Linked DNA regions of Gossypium arboreum: region 1 is linked to region 2. A link is a contact called in public Hi-C data. All regions are on one chromosome and are shown on one strand. The core of a region is the stretch at or near the end of the contact, and the rest is flanking DNA. Distances in the headings are between cores, read along the strand shown.

The links. Hi-C and Micro-C count contacts between places; a contact is called where the count stands out from the background.
Region 1: a Hi-C map of leaf shows a contact between it and region 2, with 5 times the contacts expected there. The contact joins the enhancer-like site here to the promoter of LOC108462900 in region 2. A contact is called at or near these places in 4 of 5 Hi-C or Micro-C datasets (all in leaf).

Annotation. Positions count from the first base shown.
Region 1 is chr13:102,068,123-102,073,112 of ASM2569848v2, reverse strand. It overlaps LOC108463850 (DEAD-box ATP-dependent RNA helicase FANCM), which reads left to right. Exons shown (of 23, transcript XM_053024209.1): 20 at 1-67; 21 at 247-298; 22 at 549-695; 23 at 1,151-1,950. The coding sequence ends at 1,739. Among protein-coding and RNA genes, the nearest start is that of LOC108463850, 14 kb to the left of the region's middle. Within about 2 kb of position 3,377, at least 2 of the 2 cell types and tissues checked have an H3K27ac peak or open chromatin away from gene starts, as enhancers often do. A contact at or near this core is called in leaf, where this site is marked.
Region 2 is chr13:101,967,717-101,972,595 of ASM2569848v2, reverse strand. LOC108462900 (22.0 kDa class IV heat shock protein-like) reads right to left here and starts at 1,659. Exons shown (of 1, transcript XM_017762812.2): 1 at 777-1,659. The coding sequence starts at 1,431. The coding sequence ends at 877.

The DNA.
Region 1 (4,990 bases), core at 2,128-4,627, 99 kb before region 2:
GTCTCTCTAGCAAACCATGCCAAATCATTATCTGGTGCCAATCCTACTCAAACAAAGTCTGGTAGAGGTAACTCATGTCGTACATGACATGTTTGTTATTTCCAGTGAGGGGATTTTTCAGTTTTGACTTCTGCTTTTCCCCAGATTGTAGTTTTATCTTATGCTTTCAAGCAAGTTACAGAATGCCAAGAAAAAGAACTTGTATACGGGTTGTTGATCAGGCCTGTTTCATATTGTTGTTTTCAGGCAAAAAGAAGCCAGGGAATGATGTCAGAACGTTCATTGATGAGGAAGCTGAGTAAGTGCCTTTCTCCCCTGTTTTTTATTATCTAGGAAAAAAGAGGGGAACAGTTGCTAATTATTGACCCACCAAAGAAAAGGCTTCCATGCATTAATTTGTTCTGTCACATTATTATACTACGGAATTCCAATTGATAAAAGATGACAATTAAGTTCCATAACAGAAAGCTACTTGAGTGGGCATATTATATGTCTCACATTATGGTTGGTTAATTAGTATTTCATATATCTATTAATCTTTGCCTCAGGGTGTCGACAGAAGCTGAAGTCTCTACTGAAGAAACTGATGATGAGAGTGATTCATATGATGATAGTTTCATCGATGACAGGATAAACCTTACGGCAGGCAGTACCCAGATTGAATCTGGTAGAGTTGATATGATGGCAGTTTACAGGTTGCTCACATTTTCCTTCTAGTTATTTCTGCAATCATCTTAAACTCCCCATCAGGTTGCTACAGTCAGATGAAGGCCTAAATCTGTATCTTTTATACATTATTAGAGAAAATTATTAGCTATATGAACTGAAATGAGATAATAGAAACTGGCATTAGATCCGAATAGATGTAGAAAACAAGCCACCAATATTGTTTAAAGTTGACACCAGGTTGAAGGTGATTTCTTTAGTTTTTTCTTCAAACAAATATTATGATTTTCTTTCCTACTCTACATTGTTAGCTAGTTTCCCAATCACGAATCCAGTATTTATTTTCACTTGTAAGAACATTACAAATCTATCCATAAATTTGTAATACCCTTTAAAAGGTCATCTCCTTTTATTCCTCTTGTATTCATTGTTTGGGTTTTTGCCAAGGTCAGGCCTTAATGAACTAATTACTCTGTTATTGTAGGCGTTCTTTGCTAACCCAATCACCAATGGTGGAGCAAATGACTTGTTCTGCTTTCAGTCCTGACTGCGTAGCTTCCACAAGCAAAGATCCCGGAAGTGGGTGTTCGTCAGACAAGACATTGTATTCTCTCCTGTTACCTCAGCCCGAGTCCATAAATCAGACTGCAGCAAAGAATATGGAAGAGAGGATCTCCTCAGTATCCATGCCGCGCAGATCTTATGATTCAGAAGTAGAAAATCAGACTCTGCAAAGCAGAAAGCGAAAGTTGAGTTTCTTCCAGTTGGAGTCTATTCCTGCAATTAACTTGGAGCAAGAATTCCAATCTGAGGTTGGAGGCAAAGAGTTAAGTAATGCTTCTCAGCTGCCTCAAGTGAACAATGTCACTGGGAATGATAATGACTTTGATGATTATGATGATGATGATCAATTTTATGCAAGTCTAGATCTTGATGCCGTGGAGGCGCAAGCCACCATGCTTCTCAAGAACAAGTCCAAGCCATCAATGGAGAAGCAAGAGATAAATGCTCAACCAAACCTGCAGAATGGTGGGCATCAAGGTTCTCCATCATTTGATCTAGGGATATGGTAATTGAACCAAAATATTTAACCAGTTAATTTGTATGATAATATTATATTTTGGTTCAGGAATAATATTGGAAGCTGAGGTGGAATGTTTGTGCTAAGTGTAAACAATGTAATCTTTTGTATTATAGTTTGTACAGAGTTCTATATTTGTTCAATGGGGACAAGGAATGTATTTATTATGTATAGATAATGATATATATGGCCTTTGTATTAAATTTGTTCCACAAAGAAACTAATTAGAACCAATAATAACATGATTTATTTGCGATACAATGTTAACTTTATCATCAAATGAATTAAATTTGAACTATTTTTTCTAGCTATGGGTAAAATGGTTTCCATTTTATTCTAGCTTTGCGTTAAATGGTTTCCATTTAAAAAACAAGAAAAAAACAAGTTTCTCGGGGAACGTCAATATGGAATATAAATCTAGAGTGAAATAAAATTGTTTTTGGAATAGGAAAATTTGTTATAAGCTAGAAAGAAAAACAAATCGGGAAAAAAAGGTTTAGCTTTACATAATTCTAATTTAAAACTAATCAGAAGTCTCTTGAAAGTAGTTTAAAACAAGTAAAAATCAACGGAGCAAATGGATGCAATTGAGAAGTTTTAAAAATAAACACAGAATAAAAACAAGAATAAATAAAACAACTTGTGGATGAATCCAAGTTTGAGTGTAAAAGTAGATAGGGGAGTAATGGTAATGGAGGGTTCTCGAAGAGAAGGCTGATTGATTCAAGCGAAGCGAGTGGCGTCTTCAATCTTGTAGAGAAATGCAAAGAAGATGGGCTCTTGGACTTGTTTATTAAACTCTTTGAAGTTGTCTTTTAAATTTGGATTTCATTTCTTGGTTTGCTTATTTTAATTAATCTTATGGCTGCCCAATTCAATTTATTGGCTTGTTTTCTTTCAATCGGGTAGCTTTAATTTCAAGTGTTAATCTTGTGATAATATTGGTTCTTAACTCTTTATAATGAGTAGGTCATTATTCTAATTTGTTTCCAAGGATAATAGATATCCTCACATTGGTGCTGGGTTCCATGTCAAATTCATGAGGTTCCCCTTAGCTTCACATGTCAAGTAGTTTTTAAATTCACTTATTGAATTATTATCCTTCAAAGGTAAGACATAATCACAACCTTAGCCCGAATCTTTTCAATATTAATATATAATACTACCTACTTAAATATGTTATACCTGTATGAAAATAATTTGAAAGACATCTCAAAGCAACCTCCAAATCTCTAACATATCCTTTGCTAAAACCAACACCAATTCTTCTATCACTTCCCAATACAAACTCCTCAAAACAAACCTACCTATTGGACACATTAGATCAACTCGAACACCCTTTAATTTGATTCACTGCCACCTTACCATTAGGACCTAAATGATGGGGTCTTTACTCAATAGGATCCACATTATACCCTCTTTCTATTTCATTATAAAATCTTCTCCTTTCCTCTCTGTCGAAGCCCAATTTTATTTGGGCCCAAAATTAAATAAAAAATAAAATTAAAAACAATAAAATCCATTAAGTTCAAAGTTCAATTACAATGCTAGCCCAAATTTAAAATTCACTACCTAAACAACAAACCCAATAACCCAAAGCCCAACAAGCCCATAACCCAAAGCCCAACAAGCCCATAACCTAAACTATTTTCAGAAACCTTAAAACCTTAAGTCCTCTTTTGCGCCGCTCCTTGCCATGTCAACATGCTCGCGCCCCGAGGTTTGCCACTGTCAACTGCCTCTGCCACCGTCACCGTCAACCACGACCTTCAAAAAAAGAACAAACATACAAAAGAAACAGTAGAACGAACAGTAAAAATGAATAGTGTAACATATGGTTATAAAAGCCATAACCAGATTGTAATATTTTTTACGGACGAAAATATACAAAAAAAAAGTGTTAAAAAGAAGAACAAAAGTGACTTTTTTCTTTCTTGTTCTGTTTTATTTCAAAAAAAAAAATAATAAATAGAAGTAAAAATAGTTCTTCACCTGAGTCCTTTCATATACCCGTTGTCGGAACCCTTTTTCAGCGTCAAAATTAGCAAGGCAGGGGGTTAAAGATTTCTTTTTTTTTTTTTTTGTGTGTGAACCGAAGGTTTAGCCCTCAGATTGGGTCGAGAGAAGGCTGAAAAAGGCTTTTTCTTTTCTCTCCGGCCATCGAAGGCGACGGACGCCGTTGCCGATGATCGGTGGCCACGACGGACTCACGGCGACTCGATAGTCAGATTCTGGGCTGTGCCTAGATAGAAAACAGAGAAAAAGGAGATTTAAAAAAAAAATGCTGTTGGAAATGAAATTTTTTTCTGATTCTTTACTTTTATAAGACGTTGATACGACGTTATTTTGGCTTGACTTCAGAAGCCCCAAAATCGCGTCGTTTTGAAGTCAACTCCAAAATAGATTCGACCCGCCTTAAGATCCGCGTGTTTCTTAAAAATGGTCTATTTGCGCCTTTGGTCCTTTCGCTTTTGCGGCTTGTTTTAATTTAGTCCTATTTCATTTTTTTATTTTTTCTATTTTTCCATTTGATTTCTTTTTATTTTCATTTTGGCCCATGGACCATTTTAAGACTCGGATGCCCTAAACGATGTCCTTTCAATCGACCCAATTGCACGACCTGAACTGCCCTAAGATCCACGTGTTTCTTAAGGGGGATATTTGCGATTTTAGTCCTTCCGCCTTTTGAGTTATTTTAATTATAATTCCACTATATTTCTTTTTAGAAATTATACCATTTAATTTTTTGCTTGTTTCAATTTAGTCTTCAGATTGTTGACCCTCAAGAGAATGACGCGTGTCCCAAGGGTTTGGGATAATTGCCCGTTTGGTCCCTGGTTATTTTCATGCATTTTATTTTGGTCCTTTATTGATTAATTTATTTATTTTACAATTTGTACCTTTAATTTCACTAAAATTTTAATTCAGTCCTAGCCTATATAATTTTAGTCCTTGGTGAACTTTTATTTATTATTTATTATTTTTCTACCTTTTATTTTTTTACCTTTTTAAATGTTTAGAATTTATATTATTTATTTTTCCTTTTATGTACTTTGATATTTTATTATCATTATCATTATTATTATATTTTATTATGCATATTAGTATTATGATTTATTATTATTATTACACTTTTATATTTTATTATGCGTATTATTATTAGGCCATTATTACTACAAATTGATGTTGCATTGTCATTTACTAGCACGACATTTTTATTTCCCGTATATTGTCATTCTATTT
Region 2 (4,879 bases), core at 410-2,909:
TTGGCCACTTCAATTTAGCCTATAGCATTTTCAAACATTTTCACATAGGTCCTATTTCATAATTTCACTCACAAATGACAAAATCAAAGCATGAAATTTTGTCAACATTCACAGAATTCCCGAAAATTGGGGCGTTACATTTTGAATTGTAATTGTTTTGTTTGGATAAATAATTCTATAAGAATGTAAATTATTGAAATTTTATAAATTTAAAAATAATATTAAAAAAAATAGCATAATATAGATTTATTAAATTTGTAAAAAATATAATTATATTTAATAAAATAAAATAAAAATATATATTATAATAAATAAAATTAATTTTGAAATTTACATTCTTTTTTATAATGAAATCGTATGCTTTAAATAAATTAAAATTATGAGAAATTACAAAAAACATTTTGAATAAAATTTGAAAAAAATAAGCTACTCAAATCTCTTTAATTCCTCACAAATTTTAAAATTCTCCATTATATTTATCTAAATAAATAAATACATTTTTACAATTTTAAAATTTAAATATAAATAAAATTTATTTTCTAAACTTCTTATCCAAACACAGTTAATATTATATTATATACAATATATAAATTATTCTGACTCTGTGTAGCATATCGAGGTTGAAATATCTTTAAACACACTTAACAAAACAAACGATCAGAGAGAGAGGCAGACAAAGATGATTAGTTAGGAAAACATAATACCATCGTGAAAATCAAATTTTAGATACATCAATATCTTACCTCGCGTTACGTTACATTATAATTTTGATAACATTTTTATTCAATTCTAGTAATTATTTTCTCATATATATTCAAATACATAAACAGGCTGGAAAAAGCTTTGAAAGCCATGAAAAACAATTCAAGGATGGATCTAAAGCTCCTGCTTGGCATCGTTACCCTGGAGCTTGGGTGCTTCATTAGCCTCTCCTCCAGCAATGTCGACAACCCTCGGACCCTTAATCTTATCGGGAGACAACTTGGTCAATGACAAAGTAAGCACCCCATCTTCAAGCTTAGCCTTCACAGTGTCCAAGTCCACGTTCTCAGGCAGCCTAAATTGTCTCCAAAACTTGCCATAGGAGCGTTCCACCCTGTGCCAATGGTCGCCCTTCTTCTCTTCCTCTCTCTTCCTTTCCCCGCTCACCCTCAGCACACGGTTCTCTTCCACTTCGATCTTCAGCTCTTCCTTCTTCAACCCTGGCACATCCAACATTATCGTATGCCCCTCCGCTGTTTCCTTCCAGTCCACCCTGGCTGGCGACAGTGCCAAGCTCTCGTCCCTCTCCAGGGTAAGTGGGATTTGCTCTAACACTCGGAACGGATCAGGCAATAACAGACTGCCACTGCCTGGATCCATGAATGGCAGCAAACTCGATCCATTGCATAGGCCAACACAACACGCCACGAGCAACAGCAAGAGCCTCATTGTGTATATACGCTGAGTGAGAGTGAACTTTCTTGAATTGGAAGTCTGGAGCTAGCGACTTAAAGGGAATGCTACTTCAATGTTAAATTCTATTGCCATCGTAAGAAGATTTGAGGGGATATTTATATGTGGATAAAAGTAGTGAAATTCTCGAAATTTCTGATGATGTGATTAATTTGTAGAGAAATTGGGAAGATTCTAGCGATAACCAAACTCAGCAGCACAGTGCAAATCGAAAAGAGAGCAGCCGATAGGCCGAGCAGGAGGTGGATGCATCGTCCAGGTTCTAGAGTCTTTCATGTACTCTAATTACTTTTGTCTATTGGATCTATTCCAAGTTTCCTCCACGGCCCTAGTCCAATCGGATTTAATATTTCTTTTGTTTGTATTTTTATATTATATGGTTTTAGCAAAAAGATTTAGCCCTTCCTTTTGGATTGGAGGGAAGATAGGTCCCAAGTTTGGATTATCATAAGGCAAGCTTTCCGTGGGCTTAGCAATAAAACTAGTTTGGATCAACATTGAAGGCCTTAGGCTTTCCGGGACTAATTGCCTGCTATTCATTTGAAGGCAAGGTGAGCACAAGCCTAAGAACTACTTACTAAAACCTGCAATACTGGCTTTTGCTTGACGTCTTTATTATTTCTATAAATGATCATATATGGATATTAGAACATTTTGATAAACAGTGCTTTGTTGTTAAGAGTTTCGACGACATGTTGGAAAGACTGCAAGGAACACATAAATCAGTCATGGACCATGGTGTCCTTTGCAATGCTTTAGCCAAAGCCTGGTTGCACCACATCAATAATGGCTTTCCCAAGAATTATTCAGCGGTTTCATATTTGTGTAAACTGTAAAGTTCAAAAATTTAAGAATGAGTTTCATTTTAAAGTTCAATTTAATGTAAATAATACATCTTTTTTGCTTGATAGTTCCAACTTAAGTTCAACCAAATAAACATAGTTGTAAGAAACAAAAAAAACAATACAGTTCCATGAAAAGATTAACATGTTTTTGGCTTAGTAGTAAAATGTCATGTCGAGACAGCAGCATGAAACATTGACAGACATTGTGAATAGTTACTACCCTAAGTCGTCATTTCTTCTCACTTTGTAATTGACGATGAGATATCTAAAGATTTGTTTGTTGCCTCCCATATTTTTTTTTTCACATGTTCACCTGACAAACTCACTTTTTCGTGTTTCCTTTACTGCTTTTGGATCCTCTCTTTACAATAAGATTTTTAATTAAAAAAATATTTTCAAAAGAAAATAACAGCAAATTTTCCAATGCCTACAGGGATTATAACACTCCAAGTAGGTTATCTCTAGTTATGCTTCTTGCAATCTAATCTGTCACACAATCAATTACATTTCCCAAACAAGTAACTAAAATGGACAAAGGAACAATAAGAAATAATAGATAAAATGTCATCCGCAGCAACTTTAATCCCCCAGGGGGATTTGTAAGGGTCTGTGAGGGTCTTAATTACAACATTATTATCCGACTCAAATATCACATTTCTCCAGCAGCAACTCATTGTCAAATTGGCACTAAGCCTTAAAGCTATGGCTTCAAACACTTGTGCTTGGTACCTTCTATAATCTTTCAGGTGTGGTATACCTACAGTTTTTTTCATTTGTTTTAGTAGCAGCATCACTATTAATGTTGATTGTGTTCATACGTTAGTTCAATATAACTATGAACAACAGGGGACAAAAAGGAAAAATGAGAAGTAGATTACAAGTGCAAGAGATAATTTAGGATAAATTATAATTTTTGAAATTATTATTTATTTATATCTAAAAATTAAATTAAATAATTATTTTTGTCTAATTTTATTTGAATAATTACATATGTTTACATATAAAATCTAGGACAGTATAATCGTCATGATTTTAACGAAATTAGAACTGAGTTGTATAAATTAATCAATTATTTCTTGAAAAATATTTTATTATTATATTAATTAAATATATAAGTTGACTTTTATTTAAATCAAGAGAGATAAACTCATATAATTAAACCGACTCAACTAGCCTATTATAACTTGTGTGTTATGGCACTTATTCGACTTGGATGTTAACTTTAACATAAGAAATTCCTAATGGAATTTGAGCTCCTCTTATTTAATTAATAAATGTGATTAGAATAAAAGTTAAGTTCTTCCAAATATCCTTCTGTTAAAATTGAGTGACCTAAATCCTTATTTAAATAAAATATAGTGGTAAAATAAAATAAAAGGAAAATTTATATAGAATTACACTTCTTTTATTTTATTTTAGAATAAGGTTTTTAAACCTTATTATCTATTTGATATTGACTAGAATAAGGTGTTTCAATCTTATTACACTACTATTAGAATATGGTTTTACAAGTCTATAAATAGACATAGCCTACTCCTTTTGTAATCATTCGATTTCGATATAGTGAATTATCTTCTCCTCTGCCCGTGGTTTTTTCCTGAAAGGGTTTCCACGTAAAATCTGTGTGTTCTTTATTTTTCTTTCTCTTTTCTTTGCGATACATTGTCATTATAGACGTTCTATTTTTCACAAATTGGTATCCGAGCTTCCGGGTTGTTCATCTCAATCACGATAATGACGTCTTTGAAGTATGGAATTCAGTTGTTGGATCGCAACACCAGCTTCGCGTTGTGATAGATAAAGATGCAGGAATTTCTTGCACAGATGAATTTAGAGGATGCCCTACTAGGGATAAATAAGATGCCTTCGACATTGACGGAGGAAGAGAAGAGGCATAAAGATCGAAAGGCGTTAACACAGTTACATGTGCATTTGTCTAACAAAATTTTGTAAGATGTAATGAAGAAGAAAATCGCTACTGCATTATGGAAGAGGCTGGAACAAATATGTATGTCGAAAACTCTAAACAGTAAGTTGCATATGAAGCAACGTCTTTATGCTCATTGTTTGGAGGAAGGTGTGTCTGTACACAAACACTTAACAGTGTTAAAAGAAATTCTCTCAAACTTGGAAGCCATGGAGGTTCAATATGATAAGGAAGATCTAGGTTTGATTCTACTTTGTTCGTTGCCCCGTCTTATTCAATCTTTAGAGACACGATTTTATATAGCCGCGAGTCTCTCACAGTTGATGAGGTTTATGATTCTTTAACTTCGTATGATAAGATGAAGTATCTTGTGGTTAAACTCGACTCTCAGGGAGATGGTCTCATTGTTTATGGGAGACAAGATAAGAATGCTGATAATGATCGTGGAAGGATACAGGAAAAAAATCCTTGCGGTAAATCTAAGGGTAGATCGAAGTCTTCAAACAGAGGTAAAACTTGTAACTACTGCAAGAAGAAAGGTCACATTAAATCTGAGTGCTATAAATTGCATAACAAGATCAAAAGAGAGGTTACGAATCAAAAAGGAAAACAACTAGAAAAATTCGGTGAAGCTGATGTTGTAGAAGATTAC